Regions from separate parts of the Danio rerio genome. Here region 1 is linked to region 2. The links are chromatin contacts, called in public HiCAR-type maps. All regions are on one chromosome and are shown on one strand. The core of a region is the stretch at or near the end of the contact, and the rest is flanking DNA. Distances in the headings are between cores, read along the strand shown. Region 1 holds the start of csgalnact1a (chondroitin sulfate N-acetylgalactosaminyltransferase 1a). Region 2 holds the start of mtrex (Mtr4 exosome RNA helicase).

Region 1 (7,286 bases), core at 481-2,980, 190 kb after region 2:
TGTAAGAGAAGAAACGATGAAATAATCAGAGAGCATAAGTTTAATAAGGCATTACCATTACAAACTCATCAGTAAGGCAAAATGAAGTGGGGGCTGAAATTCAAATTGGGTTTTTATTTAAAGCTCCCCTTGTCCGAAAGAAGTCCGAGGTCTAGACGGCCAGCAGGTGAATTCAGCCAGTGTTTTCAGAATAAAGATTAAAAGAATAAAATAACTACTTTAACTAGCATTGCATCCTACGCTTTGAGCAATACCCATCATCCTGTTAGCGCAGAGGAAGCAGATTCAGTTTGGCAGACAGCCCAACTGTTAAAAAGTAAAACGGTGTTTATCTGTAGGAATTCCTGAGAAGCTTTGAAGGATGTTTTAATTTGCACTTCCTTCTTCAGACCAAATGATATAATCAAAGGTTAAAACAGTAAGGAAGAATATTTGTGTACTTTGAAATGTGATAAAATCAATATTATTTTATCTTTTTTTAAGCGTAGGTACTTATTAATCAATTCCTCTGTACACAACCTCAAAGGTTTGATGTCAGTGAGAGTTTATTTTACTTTTAAATATAAAATAATTATTATTTTTATTAAAAGGATACATTTAATTGATCTGTACAAATTAATCAAAAAGAAAAAAAAAATTGAACTGTTTCAACACTCATGCTTCTTAATCACTAAATCTTTGGGTGACACTGAAAACTGGAGTAATGCTGCTAAAATTCAGCGTTGACTTTTAGAAATACATTTTATTTTCAATTACAATAACTGTATTACTAAAAAATACTAAATATTGTAATAATTTTGAAATCTCATAATATATAAGTAATTTCTTCTAACAAACAAGTGGAGCGTTCTAAAACATATTATAAATCTTACAAACCTCAAACTTTTGAACAGTAGCATGTGGATAACTCATAGATAACTTTCTGAGATGTCTGAAAGCATCTTGACAGATGTTCAAGCTTTCCTTCTTACAGCTCGCGGATACAAACTGACTTATTTATATAAGCTTGCAGGTAATATTTGAAAGTCTGTAGTCACACACTTGGCTACAAAAAGTTATTTCCCCTGTTATTGGCCTGGAAGAAAGAAACAGTTCATTTAACACACTACTGATCTTACTGTAGAGCAACATTTTGTTGCACGATATGGGGTAAGCTGTCTAAATGAACCAGAAGGACTTTGTAGCTAAATTAAAACAATTATAAATCACAGATTTATGCATGAAACCGAAAAACTGTGAAAGATTAAGCAGACTACACTCAAATGTCAAATGAGTAAACACCATGTGACTGATTCCTTTCAGTTGACATTTTTTGCAAAGAAAAAAAAAACTGAATGATGACTGTTTATGTTCACTTTGTTTACATGCTATAACATTATTTAACATTACATTTTAAATTTGAACCCCCCAAAATAATAATTTAACACCAAAAGGTGTTGGAAAACATTTAAGCCATTTATAAAGAATTTAACTTTTAAAACATTAAAATACGTCCCTTTTGACAACTTCCTCGTCTGACAGCTATATTCAATAACTACTCATAACAGTATTCAAGCATGACTAAAAGGATGACTAGTTGGACCACCACTGCTCTACTCTGCATCTGGTGCCATGAATGAGATGAATGTCTTACCATCATCCGGGAGAAGAAGAGATGCAGCGCGTGTTTCAGTGGTCAGACAGTCCTCCAGAGCAGCGCGCCGTGTGCTGGATCAGCATGCGGCGTAGAGTGAGCGGAGAAGCGGTGAACCACTCTGTGTTTCTTTCCCGGCGAAACCGGATCCTCCGGTCCACCCCACCCCTCATCAGCCTCCGCCTCCAGCGCGCGCATAAAGGGAGCGTTGTTACCTGCAGAATCCGACACACTCCTGACGCCCCGCACGCTCCTCTGGGAGGAGAAACTTATTTATTTGCAGCATTTGTTCCGTCGGGCGACAGTTGGTCCTCTTTGACTCTCTTAGTAGCCTGTATAAAATATTGTCATGCAGTCTTTTAAATGAAGCTGTTTATAAAACCACCCGCAATTAATTCAAAATTACTTACACAGGAAAACGCTGACAGTTGCCTACAACAACCTACAAATACACACACCTATTTTTTTTTCTTCAGTAGCATAGTTCTTTGTGGTAATTGATGTGCTATTTAGCACAGCTAAGTGTCTCTCGGTTATTTAGCTCGTAATCATATGTATTTGTTCTTCTTTAGTGGTTCTTTGGAGTGGTGCTACAGCAGCACTTATATGATTACAAGCCAAAGAACCAAGTTTTGTGCTATTTAGCATAAAATATTTTGTGTGTCACATGCTGATTTGAAGTGATATGGACTAATTTAATTTTGGACTCAGTTATCCAATTAGTTTATTGCATTTCTCTACTAATGAAAATAAATCAATATGTGCATGTAAAAGGAAATATTATGAATGGAGCTGACTTTTTTTTTTGTTTAAGAGTTTTCATAGGTGCAAAACAAAGTTATGGATGCATACATTTGGGGGAATTTGTCCTGGAAAAAGGAGTTTCCTCTCAGATCTGCAACATTGCTGCATTGACAAACAGAAAGCTGCTTAGTTTGAAATTCACTTCTGTGTGAGCAGACTATTAACACCAAACCATAAAGACAACCTTAACACCATTACAAAAGACAATGAACTTTTATTGCCTTAATTTTTCCTTTTATTTATAAAATGCTTCCAACTCTTAATGGGATACTCCATCCAAAAAACAGAAAGTTCTCGTGAGAGTGCAACTAAAATTGTGTACGGTCCTACATTTGTACTTAAATTTTGTTTGCTTTAGAAAACAACATTTAATATAGTTTTAATGTGATGAAATTCGGACATGCTACATCCATTATGTGGTCATTATCACAAGCTCTTACTGTCATTTGCATCGCTTCACTTCCATTCATAAAACTTCTTCATCTGGCCCATGGGAAGTTAAATCACAGAATGTGCACTTTGGTGGAAGAAGTGGGTCATCTGTGTACTTCTGTTTGCAAATACTATGAATTAGTAGATATTTCTGACTTACTGACTGATTCTCGCTTTGAAAGCCACAGCCACACTAGACTTAACCACAAACACGTCATGCTCTTTTCTTAACAAATACACATTAAAAAAAAAAAGATAATAATTTGTAACAAATTCAAAATGTAAACATATGATACTTCCTCTTGGGATGAAGGCTTAAGGTTTGATTTTCATTTATGGTTCAAGAGTTAATAGGAATAAATCCCGGACGAGCCCCCACATGTTATGATCTTAATCGTTTGGTTTATATGGCGGTTTAACAGGTTAAACCTGCAGATTTGCAGTATGTGGTTTTAATCCAGCTAAGAGCCCAAATATTTATCTTCCACTGCTCGCACGCCTTCACATCACACAAATTTGCAGGTTAGCATTCAGCATATTTGAACTTTGAAATGCAGCAAATTTTGTATAACCTTCCAAATCCCGAATATTAATGGAAAACATTGTTTTAAGAAAAACTCAAGTCTTTAGAATATCAATCACTAAAACTATATAATTCGACATAACCATGTTACTAAGTGTTACATGTTACTACATGTTACTAACCATGTTACATTTGGTGGCACTGCAATAAGCAATAGTTTGGCACTGCAATAAGCAACTGCAGAAGCAATAGTTTGTTATTTAATATCCTTGAAATAAACTACAATGGATTACCATTAGATTACTGTTAACTTTAAGAGATGAAGCTGTTTGCATTATATCGACTTACAAAGACATACTGTTTGAGTTCTCAGAAAAAAAAATGTCCATGTACATTTGATGGCACAAGTGTACATGAGTGAACTGTCATTTAGTCATTTAGGCCAGGGGTTCCCAAACTTTTCAGCCCGCGACCCCCAAAATAACAATGCCAGTGACTCGCAACCCCCAATATCCTCTGAGGTGGTTATAAATACAGAAACCTTGCATGCAATGACGCAGACACACCAATTAAATTTGTGTCAGTGCTTAAAATGTGCCAGAAAGTATAACCTGATGTTATAAAATCAAAATGCATCTGACGCTATTGCTGCCTTTAATATAATGTAATTACCCCAGGGGTCGCAATCCAATAGAACTAGTAACTATAATCTACTATAGTAACTATATAGTATTTAGTAACAATAAACGACTATTTTTATTTTCACTGTAGTTATGGATAAATTATGTTAATTCTTATGGTTTAATAAAAATAAATAGATTTTAGGAAATCACCAGGCGACCCCTTTTCATTGCCCCGCGACACCTCGGAGGGTCCCGACCCCCACTTTGAGAAGCACTGATTTAGGCTACATTTTACTCTTCTATAAGATAGTTTCTTAATCACAGCACTCAAATTCTGTTGTTTTTTACATTTTATGAAATACTTTAAGAAATTATTCCATTAGGGTGTCATGGTGATGCAGTGGGTAGCATGATCGCCTCACAGCAAGAATGTCACTGGTTTGAGCCCAGGGTAAGTCAGTTTGCATGGCTGTGTAGAGTTTGCATATTCTCCCTGTGTTTGCGCGGGTTTCCTCCTCCGGGTGTTCCGGTGTCCCCCACAGATCCAAAGACATACGCTATAGGTGAATTAAATAAACTAAATTGGCCATAAGAACGAAAATTGGCCAACGAATGAAATTATTCCATTGTTATTTATGAAATTATTCAAGCATCTTGTTATTTTACATACTATTTCTACACAGTAACAGATTCACTGAGATGAGGACTCTGGTCTGTATGCACTCCATTCATACCAGTTCACAGACAGAACAGTTGAAGCTATTCATCCCATGCTGTTGAGGACTATTTTGGGTTTTACCCTGTTTGGATGTATTGCGATGGCAATGCTTTCTCAGACTAGTCACTAGATAGGCTTATATTTTCTAAGGCAAATAGTTGGCAGCAACATTTGTATGACCTTAGTTTTTGCAAATGCTACACTGATTCAACTGGAAACAATGTGTACAACAGAAAAGTTCCCAAGCACACGTTTTGTTTTCTCAAAAAGCTAAACAGCGCCTCCTGCTGACAAGTAAAAGGTAACAAATACATTTTCATCCATAAATGCAACACCCTAATACTGGTTTTCAATCCTGTTTAAGTAAATATGTCATATAAAAAGCACATTTTACGACTTTGGATTACATTTCTCTTAAATGAAAGTGCTATATTTTAAGGTAATTTTACTCTTTGTGTTTTTTACATACTGTAAAATTGATTTGCAATGAAAACAATGAAAGACATGCTACATACAGAGGTTTTACTCTTTCAATGTAAACATTGCTTGATTTGCAGCTTTGCCACACACCCTGTAATATATACCACTAACAAACAGCAAACGTATATGCTCAATAGAAAGCACAAATCAACTGCACAAAGCTTTTCACATCCCTGAGAACTCAGACTGGAGCTGAAAAAAGGGTTGAAAGGCTGTAAAGGGTTTCAAAGGTCGACCACAGAATTGGATAATTTATGTTAGTTGATCTCCAGCCAGTGTCTTTACTACAAAATGTGAGATATGAGAGTCGTGGCATTTGGTTGGGTTGGTTCAGTTGGTTAGTGCTGTAACTTGGTAACATGCATGCTTATAAAGAGAGAGAGAGAGAAGCACAAGCAAGTTAAGTTTGAAGGAAAGTTACATTATTGTACCCCACTGACTTTCATTGTATGGAAGAAAATAACCATTGAGACTTTTCAAAGCCTTTTCATTATGTGTACCACAATAATAATAAAAGAAAAATTGGTAGAGGTTTGGAACAGAATGAAGGTCATCACTAGGCCCACATGGAATTATATTAGGCAAGGCAAGCTTATTTATATAGCACATTTCATACACAGTGGCAATTCAAAGTGCTTTACATAAACAAGAATAAAAAAAGACAAGTATAAGAAAATAAACAAATAATAAAAATTATTAAAAACAGGTTGTGTTAAATGTGTTAAAACAGGTTATAAAAGAATGAAATTGAAAAGAAAGACACAATTGTGCGACCTGTCGGACATAGCACAGTGCTCATTCAGTAAAGGCACAGCTAAACAGATGTGTTTTCCGTCTTGATTTGAATAATGTTGGAGCACATCTGACCATTTCTGGAAGCTGATTCCAGCAGCAGGAGCTGTAGTAGCTGAAGGCCGATTCCCCCTGCTTTGACTGAACTCCTTCTAGTTTATGTGATTCTAAAGATCTGAGTGATCTGCAAGGTTTGTATTCAGTCAGCATATCTGTAATGGATTAAGGTCGTATGCCATTTAAGGCTTTAGAGACAAGTAGTAATACTTTAAAATCTATTTTGAATGTAACGGAGCCAGTGTTAAGACCTGGGGACAGGTGTGATGTGCTCTGATTTTCTGCATCTGGCCAGATATCTGGCTGTTAATTACAGTAAAACTACTGAATAATACACAAATGTTTACATGATACAATTTGTGAAGTATTATTTTCTGTCTTTTGCTGGTTGTATTATACGACTTGTTTACCAAGCAAGTGGTTCCAAATGGCTTTGCAATGTAAACAAAAAGTTTTTTCTTATTTTATATATATATATATATATATATATATATATATATATATATATATATATATATATATATATATATATATATATATATTTTTTTTTTTTTTAAACATAATTCTGTGCAAAAATATTTAGTCTGGCCCAGGTCATCACAGATCTGAATCACATAAAGAATGTTTTACTTTTTGACACAAATTTGACCTTGGATCCAGGCTCTCTCTGCTCTTTATTCAGTGCTGTGGGGTCATTGATCTACTGTCCTCTACGTCATTTCTTTCTAAAACGACCCCTTTCTGATTGTGCAATTTGTTAGGACAACCTAATCTCACTAGTGTCTGTCTGTGCGGTTCAATGGCATGGTGTATATCTAAATATATAATTTGAACTGTTAACAATAAAAGTAATCTTAGGCGTTTTAAGTAAAAGAAGGACTTGTTTCAAGATGAATCTGCTTATTTTGTAAATTTAATTAAACATTTGAGTTTTGAGCTTACAATTCAGAAAACTCTAATACACTTTTTTAAATTTTAAATGTCAATTTTAGGCAAATTTAACATAACATCACATTTATATTCCTCATTTTGATTTTTTTGTAAACAATCACTTACTTAAATTTGTAAAACGCAGAAAACAGGCTGGTACAGACCCTAATATCAGCAAACCAAAGAATGTAATATAGATATAATTTGGTCAATTGCTGGTCAAACACAACTTGTAATTCAAATCCATTTTTTTTTGTTACTCATTTTAAGCATTTCAATATAACATCCAGTGCT
Region 2 (6,901 bases), core at 913-3,412:
AAAGACTTTTTTTTTCACATGATCCTAAATCGAGGCGACGCAGTAGGTATTGCTGTCGCCTCACAGCAAGAAGGTCGCTGGTTCGAGCCTCGGCTGAGTCAGTTGGCATTTCTGTGTGGAGTTTGCATGTTCTCCATGTGTTCGCGTGGGTTTCCTCCAGATGCTCTGGTTTTCCTCACTGTCCAAAGACATGTGATACAGGTGAATTGGGTAGGCTAAATTGTCAGTAGTATATGAGTGTGAATGGGTGTGTATGGATGTTTCCCAGAGATGGGTTGCAGCTGGATCCGCTGCGTGAAACATATGCTGGATAAGTTGGCGGTTCATTCCGCTGTGGTGACCCCGGATTAATAAAGCGACTAAGCCAAAAAGAAAATGAATGAATCAATGATCCTAATTCATTCTAATACTCTGATTTGCTCCTCAAAAAACATTTTATTCATTCAATAATTTTATTTTTATTTTATTACTTTCAATGGGGTTTTAACAAACATAAGAAAGATTAAAAGTGAATAAAATGTCTGGTTCAGTGTTTTTTTTTTTATTTTTTTTATTTAAAAGGTCAAAATATGAGTGAAATAATAGAATCCTTCAGGTACATTCAAAACCAACTGTACTTATTTTTCTAACCCGTATGATTTAAAAAAAAAAGTTTTGATTTTACTGCAAATGTCACATCCATAATGCTGGAATTGGTCTTATATAAATGCATTGTACTATAATATTTGCATACAAAACAATAAAAACTAGTGGTTAGTGGACAATAGCATAGCATAAAGTTATTAAATGACAATTCATTAGTATTTTGGAGCTACAGTGTGATCCCTAAATAAAGTATTTTATTTGCATAAAATTTTAAATAAGTGACAAGATTTTTTGCCATATGAACTATTGGTATACTGAATGACAATTTACTTTGCATCTTCTATAAAACATATCAAGGAAAAACCATGAATGGTTATGACTCACCTTCAGGATTGATTTATCAGATCCACTGTTTGTGTCAGTCTGTGCATTCGCGTTAAGACCGTATGTTTTGGGAGCTTCAAAATAAAAAAAGAAAACATAAAATTCTGATTCATTTAATTCAAATCAATTGATTCACTGCATCTGATTTGAGTCTTCAATGTTTATTTGAGTCGTAAGAATCAAACTCCTCAGGCAATAAGTAATGCAAGTTGTCAAATGAAGTCTGACCTCTGGGTTTGTTTTCTTTAGAGGTTGTTTTCTCGTTATTTGGTCTCTGCTGCTGTTGTTTTTTACCGGTGGATTCAGACGCTGCATTGGTTGCAGTAACAGCAGCAGCAGCAGCCGGTTGAGCACTCGATGAAACTGCAGCAGACTTCTTTTTCTTTCCACCCATAGCGAAAACAATCAGCTTACCTGTCTGTTACTGACCAATACAATCCACATTTCTGTAAATAAAACTGTTTAGGTGAAAAATGATAAAGCAGAGTGTGCTCACTAAAGCCAACTGTACTCAAACCTGTCAAACCTGTGAACCATGAAACTACAGATGCTGCTTTCAAAATAAGAGTTCAGCGAAAACTGTTGGATGAATTTTTTTTGTTGACCTTTCGAGACGTTTTTTACTGTTTTTTTATGTTGGCATTATAACCAATTAAAAAAAATTGCAGTTTTATTGCAGAACAAACTTCACAAACAGCTGTAAAATGATAAAAACAAACTGAACATATTATATGCAATATTAAAATAGAATCTACATAAAATGAATAAATATGCATGATACATGAACAATAAAGCATATTAAAAAATATATATATATATAAACAGTACATGTACGTTTATATCGATTTATTACTAACAGATAATGAATAATAATTAAATTCAAAATCATTGTATAAATCCAAAAAGATGCATTTTAATTATTACATTGATATTATCCTAATAGCTTGTGTAATAGAACAAGTCAGCTTTATCTGTTCATTTGTAAACATAAAAATTAGAAATTGAGAATTATTTAATGAAGAGTAATTAACTTCCAAACTTAAAAACACAACGGTTATTCTTTAAATTAATATATATTTTGAATGTTTGGTTTAATCCTATGGGTTTAATCACTTGGACTTTTACCATAGCCTATTTTACACGATCATTCGGCCGCACATCATTTCCGGCACGCGGCCTGCGCATCGCACTCTGGGATTTGTGTCTGTTTGAAGACATGGCGGACGCCTTTGGAGACGATTTGTTCAGCGTGTTTGATGAAGAACAGGCCGGTTCCAGCAAAAAGGCCGCTCCAAAGTCCGCAGCTAATGCAGGGTAGGTGAACGGTCGCGAATTCGGTATGATTTGCAGAACAGAGCTACAGTTATTGCAGTTTCCTCTGGTTACACTAAACACATGTGACGCGCACTCAGAGATCAATAAACGCAAGAGAATCATAAAAAGTCATTTGCTTCTACCTTTTATTCGTTGGAAGATAAGAGTTGGATGAGTTTTCTTTCGTTTGTGATGCTTCAAAGCGCTTATATAAACGTGCTTCCCCAACATCCTACATTGACATAAGGCAATACCATAATATGACCATTCAATCAAACGTAAGCACAAACATATCTGATTTGCTTATTATTTGTCTGTCTATCAATATGTTTCACTCTACATTTGTTCATTTGTCTTTTTATGTGTATAGTTTCTGTTTGTCTGTCTATCACATGTAAAGAGACAGTTCAGTCAAGAATGGAAATCCCACAATCTTTTTCTAAATCTTTATTTTTTTCTGTTAAACCCCGAAGAAGATGGTTTAAAGAATGTTGGAAAGTATCCGCCATTAGCTTCCATAGTATTATATAATCCCTTCTGTAGTATTATACAGTCCCAAACAGTTTTGGAGCAACATGAGGGTGAGTAAACAGTAAGTTTTCTGTTTTGGGTGAACTATCGCTTTAACATGGAAAATGTTTGAAGACTATCCAGAATGTCCTACTGACTGATTTGTTCTGGTTTAGTTGAGCACTGAGTGGACATCGAGTGAGACTTTCGTTATATTTTATGTAATAGGAAAACGCCTGATAAAGCTGGCAAACCACAGGGAGATTCAGCATCTTTGCGCAAAAGAGATGCTGATGATGATGGTCCTGATGAGATGCTGCTGGGGAAAAGGCAAAAGCTGGAAACGGTGTCAGCGGAGGAGATCAAGTAAGTTTAGTTTACTTCTGAAATTCATCATATGGCCCATTTACACTTAGTAATAAGGTTTAGTGTGCTTTTATGGCCGTTTACACTGTCAAAAGGTACCTAAAAGTGAACCGTACCGCACCACTTTTTTGGCCCGTTTCCACTGAGTGGTACGGTACAGTATGGTTTGGTTTGGTACGCTATTATGGCCGTTACCACTGTCAAAAGGCGTACCGAACCAAACCCTACCGTTCCACTTTTTCGGGACCCTTTCGAAAGGGTCCCAAACTGCAGAAAGGGTCCCAAAAGGTGGAGCTACACGCGCAGCTGAACGCTATTGGTTTACAGAGATGCGTCATTCATAGACTCAACAAGCCAGAATGTAAACAAAGGACCCGCCATGTTTCAAATACACAGCGAGAGATTACAGCGGAATTATAAATACATATGCAACCATGGTCGATCCTGCAAACAAACCCTGTCGTCGTCATGATAAAAAGCCACATAGCCATGGAGAAGAGCAGATTCACCCTGTGCCGCGTTGTTTTTAACGAGCCAGTCTGAAGCCCGAGTGGTTTCACTTTCTTTCTTGTGCTCGCCGCCCATCTCTATCTGAAATAACAAACTTCTTGATCTGATAATAATAGCATGCATTTGATTATTGACAAGCTTTGGAAACCCGATCCTGTGAGAAGCTGACAAACGCGAGAGTGACATATTCAGAAAGAAAAGGACAATCGCGAGAGTGGAGCACAAGAAAAAAGCCGAATCCAAGGAGCACGTTATTTCCTCAGCAAACGTGAACAAACTGCTTTGTTTTAATCTTTATTATCACCTTTTGGACTAATATGAACTAAGAATGACTCTCTAACAGAAGCTTCATGTGCTGCTGAAGATTATAGACTCAGATGAGAGGTTTTCGCTGACTGTAGGCTATACTTTGTGTTGTTTTGAGCCTAATTAACGACGAAATGTCTGCTTTGATTAGTTCTTCTGTAGTTGGTAACATATCGGAGACTGTAAGGGTCTGTATGTGTTCATATATGTTAATTTATTTATTTATTTAATATAATTATATATAATATATTATAATAGACGTTACAGTAGGCTATTTCGCACCGTCATTGATCTGCAGTTATAATCAACTCCTGTTTATAGAAAAGTTATAGAAAAGTTAGTAATAAACATTCCTACACAAGTATTTATGTGTGTAAAGCATCTGCTTTGTGAGAAGTGCTTTTTATATGATATGTGAATGACCTGTGCAGCTTTATTGTAGACATTTTCACGAGCGAAAATGACGTAGACTGAAATTTTGTCATACACCACGCCCACCAAAAGGGTACCCTTGGTAGTGGAAACGCAAGCCTGATAAAGGTGACCCGTACCGACCCGTACCGTACTGTACCAGTCAGTGGAAACAAGCCATTTGGGAACCCTTTTGGAAGGGTACCTAGCACAACAAAAGTGTACCAAAAGGTGGAGCTAGACGTGCAGCTGAACACTATTGGTTTACAGAGATTTGTCTGTTGCGTGTGCACAAGCCAGGAGAATGATTACAAAGGAAGCGCCATTTTTAAATACACCGCTGATAAATTACACTGTAATAATATATACATTTAGTAACGAGCCGAGGTTTACCCGAGCTCAAACAAACTTTGTCTTGATGAGCAGCTACAACGCCATGAAGAAGAGCAGAATCTACCCTGTGCCCTTTTGTTGTTTACAATGCCATCTAAAGTGTGAGTTGTTTCACTTTCCCGCGCTAGCCGCATGTCTATATTTAAAATAACAAACTTCTTAACCTGATGATAATATTGTGCGCGTGATTATTAAAGTGCTTCTGACATCCGATCCTTTCAGAAACAGATAAACGTGAGAGTGAAGTGAAAAAACAAAGGAGAAGTCCGAAAAAACAAATTATTCTTTCAGCAACCAAAAAACATGAACAAACTGTCATGAGGTTACATGTTCTGGTGAAGATTTAAGACACTGTTGAGAGGTTTGCACTGACTGTGAGCTATATTTGTGTTGTTTTTAAACCCAAAAAAGGACTAAATATATGTTGTGTGAGAATGACATCGACTGAAACTTTCCACTCCCCATTGGTACCCTTTTGGCTGTGGAAGCGCAAGCCTGATAAAGGTGACCTGTACCGACCCGTACCGTACTGGACCACTCAGTGAAAACAGGCCAATAGTGTATTAACTTGACACTTAGGCTATACTGGTTAAAATGAAAGTAGAAGGTGCTTTTGAAACTATCTGCTATTAAAGTAAATCAATGTTGATTGTTTTATTTATTTTAATAATGACTTTAAATGGTGTTGGATGTTTACAAAGGGGCCATCTTCATCAATTATTTTACCACCTCCACCTTTTGGCAAAAATCCGACAAGCTGTCACAGCTACCAAATGACCCTAAGTTGTCGGGGTTGTGTATTAAATTTTATTTAATGTTAGTCTTTTTAAATAAGATCATGTTTTACTTGGTAAGATTACAACAATGATGCTTAATAGTTTCAAGGAGCAGAAATCGAATGATGAGGATACCTCCGCCTCAGTTTGAGCCAATAAAAGCCCAGTGAAAAGAAACCAAATGGAAAAAAGTGTTTTAAGTGATGAAGTATATACTAAATATCTTTGTCCATCTAAATATCTTAGTCATCTCTGTCCACTTTGTAAAGTGTTTTTTTCTTCTTCATAAAACAAGTTTTTCTTAAGTTAATTCTCATGAGAGATTTGTTTAATTTTATTTTTATGAAGTACATGAGCTAAAATGCTAAAAACATGGTAAAATGTAATAAAAATTAGCATTGTCTTCACTGCAGTTGCAGCCATGTTTTTTTTTTTACTTATACAGAATTTTAACACCATTGCAGAATATTTTAATCATGACAGTGATTTGATCATTATTATTACTTGCATCTTTATATTGTTACATGTACAGTGTTAAGTTTTGTAAAGCATGATTTATTTTTAAGTGTATTTGTTGGCCAGTTGTGTTCAATGGAATAAATATTAATATATAAATGTTTTCAAGTTTTAAAACCATTTATTATGTTTTATTGTTCCACTATAGAAATTGTATTTACAATAAAATATTATATTTGATAGTTGTCTCTCATATTGTCCCACCGCAGCATTAATTTATGGAATAGAATACTTTGTCTGAAAATAATAGTTTATTCAGTTTAGTTCCCTACCCCCTAATAAACACAATAGTTACTTTCCCAGGTTTCTTTTATAATGATGTAAATAAATTTCTTACTCTTTTGCTTTCCATGAAAAGTAACGATAATTAATTACTTTTTAAAAGTAACATGCCCAACACTGCTTCTGACCTCTAGTAACTTGTACCTTTACAACTTTGTCATTCTCCAGTCTGTCAGAGCTTATGCCGAAAGTGAAATCAGAGCAGGTGGAGACAGTGGAGGGCTGCACTCATGAGGTAAACACACAGACAATAAAAAGTAAATCCCTCTGTCAGGTCTATGTGGTGACCATGTTTTCCTGTCTCAGGTGGTTCTTCCTGCCAATGAGGAATACACTCCGCTGAAACCACGTGTTGGAAAAGCTGCCAAGGTGATTTGAACTACTCAGAGCTCTATTTGTCTATCCTTAAGTTTTCCCTTTAATTTAAACATGGTTTTCTTTCCTCATGCAGGAGTATCCCTTCATACTCGACCCTTTCCAGCGCGAGGCCATCCTGTGCATCGATAACAACCAGTCTGTGCTTGTGTCGGCCCACACGTCAGCAGGAA

Evidence for each region. HiCAR-type assays count read pairs that join an accessible place to other places.
Region 1: a HiCAR-type map of caudal fin shows a contact between it and region 2, with 7 times the contacts expected there. The contact joins the promoter of csgalnact1a here to the promoter of mtrex in region 2. A contact is called at or near these places in 2 of 18 Hi-C or Micro-C datasets (caudal fin and hematopoietic stem cells) and 1 of 4 datasets of contacts at active chromatin or transcription factors (caudal fin).

Annotation. Positions count from the first base shown.
Region 1 is chr10:8,941,416-8,948,701 of GRCz12tu, forward strand. csgalnact1a (chondroitin sulfate N-acetylgalactosaminyltransferase 1a) reads right to left here and starts at 1,731. Exons shown (of 8, transcript XM_001333443.9): 1 at 1,634-1,731.
Region 2 is chr10:8,748,440-8,755,340 of GRCz12tu, forward strand. It overlaps mtrex (Mtr4 exosome RNA helicase), which reads left to right and starts at 2,163. Exons shown (of 27, transcript NM_214768.1): 1 at 2,163-2,283; 2 at 3,022-3,159; 3 at 6,522-6,588; 4 at 6,660-6,722; 5 at 6,805-6,901. The coding sequence starts at 2,186. dhx29 (DEAH (Asp-Glu-Ala-His) box polypeptide 29) reads right to left here and starts at 1,506. Exons shown (of 27, transcript XR_012386103.1): 1 at 1,198-1,506; 2 at 970-1,043.